2 separate regions of the Mus musculus genome follow, and region 1 is linked to region 2. Evidence: chromatin contacts called from public Hi-C data. All regions are on one chromosome and are shown on one strand. Each heading gives the region's core, a stretch centred on a gene start, on an enhancer-like site or on the middle of the called end of the contact. The rest is flanking DNA. Distances are from core to core; before and after follow the strand shown. Region 1 has its middle 9.5 kb from the start of Gm36665. Region 2 overlaps Rbks (ribokinase).

Region 1 (4,389 bases), core at 162-2,661, 440 kb before region 2:
TTTGGGGTGATAATTATTTTGATACAAGGTCTTGCCTTAGCCCAGGCTAGCCTAGAGAGATCACAGTAATTCCCCTGCCTTAGCCTCCCAAGTGATGGAATTACAGGTGCAAGTTGCCATACATGTTTGAACTTTATAAAAAATGAGGAAGTATTTCCTATGAGGAACTGGGGCTAGGTGGATGCAGGAATATCGTAGTCTGAGGGGATTTTAAGAAAGGAACTCTCCAAGACGAGGTCAAAGTTCCTACCAGGGGTGCCACTTGCTGAAGGGAGAGACAATTTCAGTCCAGATTGTAGTGGCCACAGAACTGGAGGTCAGGATGCTGGATGGGTAGGCGACTGGGGTCAAAAATCTCTGTAGCTGGAGGAAGAGAAGATGTCTGAGTTAATGCCAAAGCAAGAGGGTCATGATTGGAGGCCAGTGTGGGATGACAGGGGCCAGTGCTCAGGATGGCTGGGACTCCTGAGAGAGGACAGGTCTGCTGACTCTAAGCCTGGGACCAGTTCACGATGTGAAGTACTTAGTCCTTGCATAGAACAAGCCCGGCACTGCACGGTGTTTTGTTATTATTTGTAGGAAGCAATTAAATGTTCCTCCAGCAAAGTGAAAAGGCAGTTCTAGGTGGTAATTGCTTAGTTCTTGCACATGGACAGAACCCATTATCTTTTCTCCTTTCTTCCCTCCCCTTTTCTCCTTTCCAGGTCTTTGAATCAGCCTTGGGGGTAGCCAGATCCTGCCTGATATCTCAGTGGCTTACCAAATCAGCTGCTTGGCCTTGGGCAAACCTAGACCTCATTGTCTATGCAGTGGGTCAGTAATAAAACAATCATGGCAATCCCCACCAGTGCCTGGAGTCTAGGACCACTGAACGCCACAGGCTTGGTCACTGCTCCCAGGCTGAATGGATCCGAGGGGCAGAAAGGGGCAGAGAGCTGACCCAGCTGGAAACTGGATCCTCACGGCCAAAACAGGAACAGGCAGGAGGGGTGATGGGAGCAGTTTCCCACTCATCCTAGCAGGACCAGGAACACAGCCCAGACACTGGAGTTCAGAGACAGAGGAAAGCAGAAAGCTGAGGCCCTTGTCTGTGGTTAAGTGGGCAGTCTAGGCAGTTCCTCATTTAAAATGGGAACCAAGCAACCAGCCACTGCCACAGGCCTCATCCAACCCATTTCCGGCCATAGTCCTACTTGCAAAGGCCCCTGGTCACTGGTCTTTTCCAGGGTCTCGGCAGGGACTCCCCCATTTGGGAGTAGGGCCATCATTCCTCAAGGCACAGTGCTTGTGTTGGATGCTTATCCTAAAAACACCCCATCACTGAACTGGGGAGGGGCAGAGAGGGGAGCAGGAAGGGTGGGGCTGCCCACAGCAGAGGGGTTTGCCAGGCAGAGCTGCCCTTCTAGGACTCTAGAGGACAAGTAATACTGACAGTGATAATGCTATTCTCTCTGTGTCCGGCTCAGCATTCATGGTACAGCCAAGGAAACGGAAGTTCTGAGTGTTTAGCCTTTCTTTACCCGTAAGGGTGGTGGTGAGTGTCAGAACAGGATTGGAATCCAGGTCTCTGGAGCCCAGCACTTTGTGCTCAACATTCTTCCCATACAATCCACAAACAATCAGTGAACCCTGTACCCCTAGGTGCTGGGGTGAGGCCACGGAGAGTCAGGGGGCGTATATAAATGTAAGAATTGCATTTGGGAGATGCAGACTAGACCCAGGAACACTTGACCACTAACTATTGGGAGCCTCACGCAGTTCCCTTTAGGGGGCTTAGAGTCCCTGGTAGAAGATAGGCAGGCACACTGGTAAGAAAAGGAATCAATCAGAAAATGGAGGTATGAGGAATGGCCACATGCTTCCTCATTCTCTCAGTCCCCAAAGGTCTAGGCAAGCCCAATGTGGAGTACCACACCAGGCAGAGGCAAGCAGGATCCTCCCCCAGGGGATCTATCTGCTAGGTTCTGGATCTGAGAGAAGGAGGTGTTAAATTCTAAGCATCCGTAATCCTCCAGGTGTTATCTTTCCCCTTCTGGGCTAGTTCATTACCTAGGCATGTCATCTGTCTCTCCTCTGTCCCCTTGGGGGGTGGGGGTAGGGATGGGATGGGGAGGACAGACGCAGTGGCACAGATACATGGAGGTTAAGATGTCTGCCACATTGTTGGGGGAGTTCTCACTCACTCTCCCCTTTTCAGAGCAAGAGAGCCCCATGCCTTGCCCTGCCTCCCTGTTAAGCTGCCTTCCCATCCTTTTCCCGTTATCAGATAGGCCTCTGGCTTCCACACACTGCTCCTCCTTAAGTCCTTCCATAGACTTCCAAAGCGGAAAGGCCTCCACGGAAGCCACTCGCTTAACCAGCAGACGAGAATGACTCCTCGTCCCTTAGGAAGGGCATGATATGCCTGAGGTAAGAAAGCCAGTGCTGTATGACCATTTAGAAACCAGATATGATAAAATAGCTCCTGAGGGGGCTCTGCATGAACTCAGAGAACAAGGCAATTTTAGGGAAAACAATTAATAGAAAAACAGATCAGTTGACCTGGGCTGGATTACCACGAAAATTACCTTTGTAACTGCCTCCTCTTGGGGACTCAAATTTTCACTGCCAGTAATGGAAGAAGGAGGGCAAGAGAGGACCCAGTGGCCTCAGAGACAGGCCTACTTTATCTGTGCCCGGTCACTCTCCTAGTCCCCGTGTCTCTGTCAGCCTTTGCCTCTGGAACTCTCTGTTGGGGGAAGCCCTGTGTGGGAATCCAGATGCCCCTTTGAGAGAGGAATCTGGCTTTGTTGGGACTTTGCATTGTGCCCAGAGAAGGCCAACACTGTGGGGGTAGGGGTGGGGGTGGGGGTGGGGGTGAGGAGTATGTCCCACTTCCTGGCTCAACCACCTACTGTTGTTTGAACAACCAACTTCCTCTCTCTGGGCCTTGGTTCTCACCTGATAAGGCGGATAGGTCCGGCTTTCAGAAGGGCCAGGTCAGCTGCTGTCCCAGCCAGGGTTAGTGAAGCACACGTGTGTGAAGCACACGTGTCCAAAGTGTGTGGTGTGTGTACAGAGATCTTTATTGGAGCTTGAGATGTGTGGATACCAGGCCTAGAGGAAGAACTGCCCTGGGAATCAAAGCTCTCAAAACAGGGAAACTGAAGGGTTAGCTAACTGGAAGCGTCAACCCTATATGTACACAAAGGACCATGTAACAGGCCGACAAATGATGGAGCCCTTGTGAAGAGGAAAAGCAACTCAAATGGGCATGGACAGCGCTCTGCTTGCCTGCTAGCTCAGAGCACGCCTCCAGCAAGGCCAAGCCCCCACACCATATTACACCTCACATGACTACCTCCTGTCCAGCCCCACTGGGTGTATGTTTCCATCTGACTCGATCCCCATCCACTGCTAGGGCATTGCAGCTGAAAGGCTCCTTTGACTATGACCACTAGGCCACCGGGCTTTGCCATCATCCACTCTGAGTTTTGAATGCATGGTGAATGGTTTCCCTACTATGGGTTTATATATGTGTTTAGTGTGACAGGAGCCACCAAGCTTCTCTTGGGTCATCCTTTGAAGGATGTGTTGCCACAGTGGCTGGGGATGTGTCTGTTCAGCTGTTTGCTCCTTCAGGAATGGCCTTAGCTGTAGGGAGAAGCTTGTCCCAGGATGTCACCTCTTCTCAGGGAGTCCAGGCTCAAGGGCTGGTGGCCATGAGTCCAGAAAGGCACAGAAATCAGGGTGTACCAACAGCAAGACCAGATAGAGTGATTCTAGATGCATAATTCCCCATATCTGCCAACAGAGGTTTATCCTCAGCCTCTCTTCCTGAGCATCTTCTCCCCGAGGAACCCAGGCTGTGATGGGGCTGCTGCTCTGGAGTTGGACTAAACCAGAATTAATAATGACAGCTGCCATTTAGAGATGCTCTTTACCAACCAGGGTCTGACTGATACATTTAATATCCATTTCACAGAGATAGCCTCTCTCAGTAGAATGGTGCAAGCCACATAAGGAAATGTAGACTTAACTATTCTAGACGACTGAAGAGGTGAGCAGAGCTTGCTTCAGCTGCCAGGAAGTCCAGTGAGAGCATTGGGAGCCTAGGTCTCCCACAGGTCTTGTATGCTGCGTCCTTCTGGAGGCTCTAACACCTCACACATCCTGCTTCTCTACTAGCTTCGGGCTTGGGTTAGCAATTTCTAAGTGCCTGACTGGCATGTGTCTCAACTGATCCCTGCTCTGTCATCATAGGGTGGTCTCCCTTGTCTTTCTGTCTAAAATTCTCTCTAATAAAGTCTTCATGCATTCATCTAGAGCCTTGTCCATTTTAGCGTCATGTAACTTACCCATCTGGTTCCCAAACTCATCTGTTTTCCGGGCAAGTGCCGAACCTGGAGC
Region 2 (4,418 bases), core at 1,476-3,975:
TGAGTCTAAGTGCTGAGTGGACAGGACAGGGAGGTCTACTTTTATATGATTGTGATGCTCCGTAATGAAACTTAAGCCCAAACTTAGTACTTAGCGCTCCATCATTTTAAATAGATGTTCTTTTGGACATTATGCATAAATGACACAGTATTCAGGAGAGTCTGCTCCTGCCCCACCCTCAAGGAAACAAAAAGGGTTCTTTTAGTACCAGAAATCCCTGCTTCCCTCTCCTCTTCAAGTCCCACACTTGATACTCACTAGAATCATGATAAACCTCCTGCTTCTTCTGAAACTGACAGAGAATCCCATACCCTTTCCTTCAGCCTGCCTGCTGAGTTCCAGTGTAAGTAAAGCTCTGCTGTGGGCCAGGGGACTATCCTGTGAATAGCCCCAATGCAGTACAGACACCAGCTGTCATTTGTAGTGCAGCTACAGCAACTGGAGAGGAGAGGAATTCTCTGGAGGAGATGTGCTGTGTTATAATGAAAACTGAAAGGAAAGACTGTCTTCCTGGCAGCTCACAGCTTGCTTAAGAGTAATCAGAGCTCTAATAATAACCTTTCCTGGTCTCTCAAGAATGTACACTGATTGCAATTACCAACGTGCTTTGTTTTCTTCTCCTTAAATTATAATAGTCTTACTTCTCGCTTGCCAAAAACTGGAGAAACCATCCATGGACATGAGTTTTTTATTGGCTTTGGAGGAAAAGGTGCCAACCAGTGTGTCCAAGCTGCGCGACTGGGAGCAAAGGCGGCCATAGTCTGCAAGGTAAGCCATATAGCATTGGGAAGGGGCCCAGGGCAAAGGCTGGTTCAAGCTCATTGTTTCTGTTTTCCTTCACAATTATATAATGAACACTTTACTGGTGATAGTGGTGGGTACCTATGGTACCAGCTGCTCATGATGCTGAAGGGTCAGGTTCAAGGCCAGCCTCAGCTACATAGTGAGTCCCTGTCTAAAGAAATATTACATTTTAGTAACACTTAGTGATCTGTGATGATTTGCATCTACTGTTTTCAGCCCGTTACAGAACACCATCACTCCAAAGGAAAACCTCTTGTCCATTTAAGCAATTTCTTCCCAATTCCTGGGGTCACCAATCTACATTCTGCCTCTATGAACCTATCCCCGATAGTTCATATAAATTGGCTGTGTAATATATGACTTTTGCTTTTGGCTTCTTTCACTGTTTTTGAGGCTCCTCCATCCATAACATGTATCAACATTACATCTTTTTTAATGGCTAAATACTATACCTTTATGTGGATAGCTATCCATCAGTGAGTGTGTTGCTGGACTCCTGGACTGTGCCCACCTTTCTGATTGTTTCTCAGTAGCCTGTGACTATGCATCCACATGCACCTCTCTGAGTACCTGTTTTTAATTCTTTTGAAGGTTTGTTTGTAAAAAAATCTAAATAAGAGTGATTAGGCTTTCTTATGCTTTGTGTGAGTTTCTCCGTCAGTGAATCCTCTGGGAAGCAGCAGTCCTCAAATCACTTGATGCTGTATTCTCTGAATCCAATGAATTTAGAGCCAGTGTATGCAATGTGAGAGGAATTAACCTGTTCCCTGGGGGTCTACAGTCCCACTTCTGAACAGCCTGAGTCACCCTGCACTCAGGGCCTCAGCCACAAACCAGCTCTAGGATCAGCCCCTCGTCATTAAGCCCGCCTCTCATCATCACCACTGTACCGTGAGTGCTAGCAGACTAGGTTGTAATGGCCACATATAATTGATCCTTGGCATCCTTCTGCTTTCCGTTGTATAGAGAAGGGGTATGTAACATCAGTAATCCTCTGAAATAATTGTATTTGGCTGTCAAAAGTTTCCAATTGTATATAGTTCATGTCATTTGAAGGTGGTAACATTCTGTTATTAGAAGGTAAACTTATGTGAGTTTAAGTATAAGGAAAGCTGAGTTTGAATCTGCCCAGCAAATGATAAGGAATAAAAAATTAGAAAAGCTGTCTCTTGTGAACTATATAGATTTTACAAAAAAAAAAAATCTGCAGAAATGTCATTTCTGCATTCCTGCAGCACTTTGCTCTCAGTGGGAGCCTCTAAGGGATGTGTAGACCATACAATTATCACTTCATCTGCTATTTCTCATTTATGACCAGCATATCATTCTCATGGCTATTTGGTCAGAAACATCACAGGAAAAACAAAATTCAAAATAAGAACCACCTCTATCATCAAGATTGGTCCATAGGGATTTAAAATAGTAACAGGGCCAATCTGGAAATAATTGTGTTCTAGAAATGATGCCACAGTGAGAGGGCATTGACAAAAGTTTTACACTGACTTATCCCGTCCTTGATTGGAGATGAGATCTAGGTAACTACCCAGTGATGCTCACAAAGGGGGCTCACACTGGGAAGAAGATAGGCTTTCCTGGCAGGAAAAAGATCGACATAGAATTGGTTTGGGAAGCTAGGTATCCAGAGTGGCTGTCCTAGGACGAGGGGAGTAGAAAAGACAATGGAGCCCCCTTCCCCTCTTGGAAGCTGTATATACAAAGTATTCCTGGGCCACTGAAGTCAGGATTCCATGGGCCCCAGTTCTCATCCTACTCTTAAGATTTTGAGATTGTTTTTATTTTAGGTCTATAGAATGGAAGGCAAAGATAGAAAAACAAAATAGAAATATTTGAGTTGTAGAACTAAACTGGGGAAGTGAGACATGAAATCATGTGATGGATGTGAGAGGAGCAGGGAGGGGCTGTGCTGCAGTCCTGAGGGCGATTGAAGGGAGGAGCAGAGGAGCCACTCTGCTCAGTGGAATGGATGGCTCCTGCCAGCACCTCATGCTTCCAGAGCATCTTCTGAGCTCTTTTAGTCATCCGTGTCTGCTCCACACAATTTAGTCCAAGCTTTTGCACAGGAAAACATAAGGAAACTGATTTCAAGGGAAGCTGGCCCAGGATAAATTTGCTTTTGTACCTTGGGACTCTAAGGCAGGGATTTATTTAAAACATTAAATTAAGAAAATTGTGTGTTATTCTTAGTCTCCTTGTTTTATTTTCTTTTTTGGTGTTGGGGAAGAAACACAGAGTCTCACAAATGCAAAGAATGCCTTCTGCCTCTAAACTTCACTTCTAGCTGGAAACCTCTTTTATTAATTGATTAATAAAGGGTTTCTTTTTGTAGCCCCTATTAGCTTTCAAGTCATAATACTCCTGCCTTGATGTCCTGACTGCTGGGATTATAGGTATGTGCCTCTTAAGAGTTCTTAAGGAGAAAAATAATAGACTTTTATAGCAAAAGTTATCCACCGTCATTATAGCTTCCATTGTGTTGTGTTGTCCTATGTTGTGTTTCTTTTTGGTTGTGTGAGATAGGGTTTCATAGCCCCTTGTAGCCTATGCTGGCCTTGACCTTGCTATGTGGTGTAGAAAGCCCTTAATCCTCCCACCTTCACCTGTCTGAAGCTGGGCCACAGGTTAGCACCAGCACACACACAGCTTGCAGTAGATTCTCGTCAGACAAATTAGCCACACTTGTTTTTTAGCAGGTTTTTTTTTTTTTAAAGATGACAAGTTCCAAATCAAAACCCAAATCATTACATTAATCAAGATAAAAATGAACAGATGGAGCAAAAGAGAAACTGGTAGAGAATCCCCTGTATTCTCTACGCAATGCTAGCTTATGTTCCACTGTGATACACTAGCTATCAGGCACTGACAGGAAAGATTGGTGGCACAGGCAGACCCAATTAGGAGTTATTTAGTAAGGTACTTGTCACAAAAGCAGGAAGCAGGGTTCTGTTAGTGTTTATTTCGTGACAAATGGATAATGGAGCACTCTACAGAGTTAAGAATCATGGATTTGGTACTCAGCTGAGTCGTGTGTTCAGGCTAAAGTCCAGTGATAACTAGAGACGGTGTTTTTGAAAATGAAAGTCTTCATCCCAAGGCAAACAGCCTGCCAGGGCCTCTCTCATAGACTTCTCCTGACGGGTGCAAATGCTTTCTCCACTTGTATTCCATTGAAGTCAAATGTTTATGAGGCATAAGTTCTTTCTAAACATCAAACCCTGGTCAATGCCTGTAATCCCAGCACGCTGGAGGCTATCACAGAGCCACTAAAAGTGTAAAGCTGCCCTCCCTAACCTGCATGCTGAGACCCTGTCTCAAAAATAGCAGGAGACTAGAGATGGCAGTGTGCCAAGTATGATGATCTGATCGCAATGCATAGAACCTGTGTTTAAAAGGTGGGGGGGGCAGTCTGGTGATATGTGTATATGTATAATCCCAGCACGGAGAGGCCAAGGCAGGAGTAGGGTTCACTAGCCAGCCTTGGAAAGTTACAGGCTTCGACAGCAGTGTCAGAAGCAGCAAGGGCAGGAGGGTTTCATGTAAGAGAGCAGTGAGGACAGGAGGGCTCCGTGTAAGAGAGCTTCAACAGCAGTGTCAGA

What was found. Hi-C and Micro-C count contacts between places; a contact is called where the count stands out from the background.
Region 1: a contact with region 2 is called in a Hi-C map of bone marrow-derived macrophages, with 15 read pairs. The contact joins two enhancer-like sites. A contact is called at or near these places in 1 of 484 Hi-C or Micro-C datasets (bone marrow-derived macrophages), 1 of 115 datasets of contacts at active chromatin or transcription factors (stem cell-derived neural progenitor cells) and 1 of 9 other capture datasets (adipose tissue).

The regions. Positions count from the first base shown.
Region 1 is chr5:32,109,428-32,113,816 of GRCm38.p6, reverse strand. No RefSeq gene overlaps it. Among named protein-coding and RNA genes, the nearest start is that of Gm36665, 9.5 kb to the left of the region's middle. Within about 2 kb of position 1,411, at least 75 of the 459 cell types and tissues checked have an H3K27ac peak or open chromatin away from gene starts, as enhancers often do. A contact at or near this core is called in bone marrow-derived macrophages, where this site is marked.
Region 2 is chr5:31,669,663-31,674,080 of GRCm38.p6, reverse strand. Rbks (ribokinase) reads left to right here. Exons shown (of 8, transcript NM_153196.1): 2 at 636-768. Among named protein-coding and RNA genes, the nearest start is that of Mir3473e, 4.5 kb to the right of the region's middle. Within about 2 kb of position 2,725, at least 7 of the 459 cell types and tissues checked have an H3K27ac peak or open chromatin away from gene starts, as enhancers often do. A contact at or near this core is called in bone marrow-derived macrophages, where this site is marked.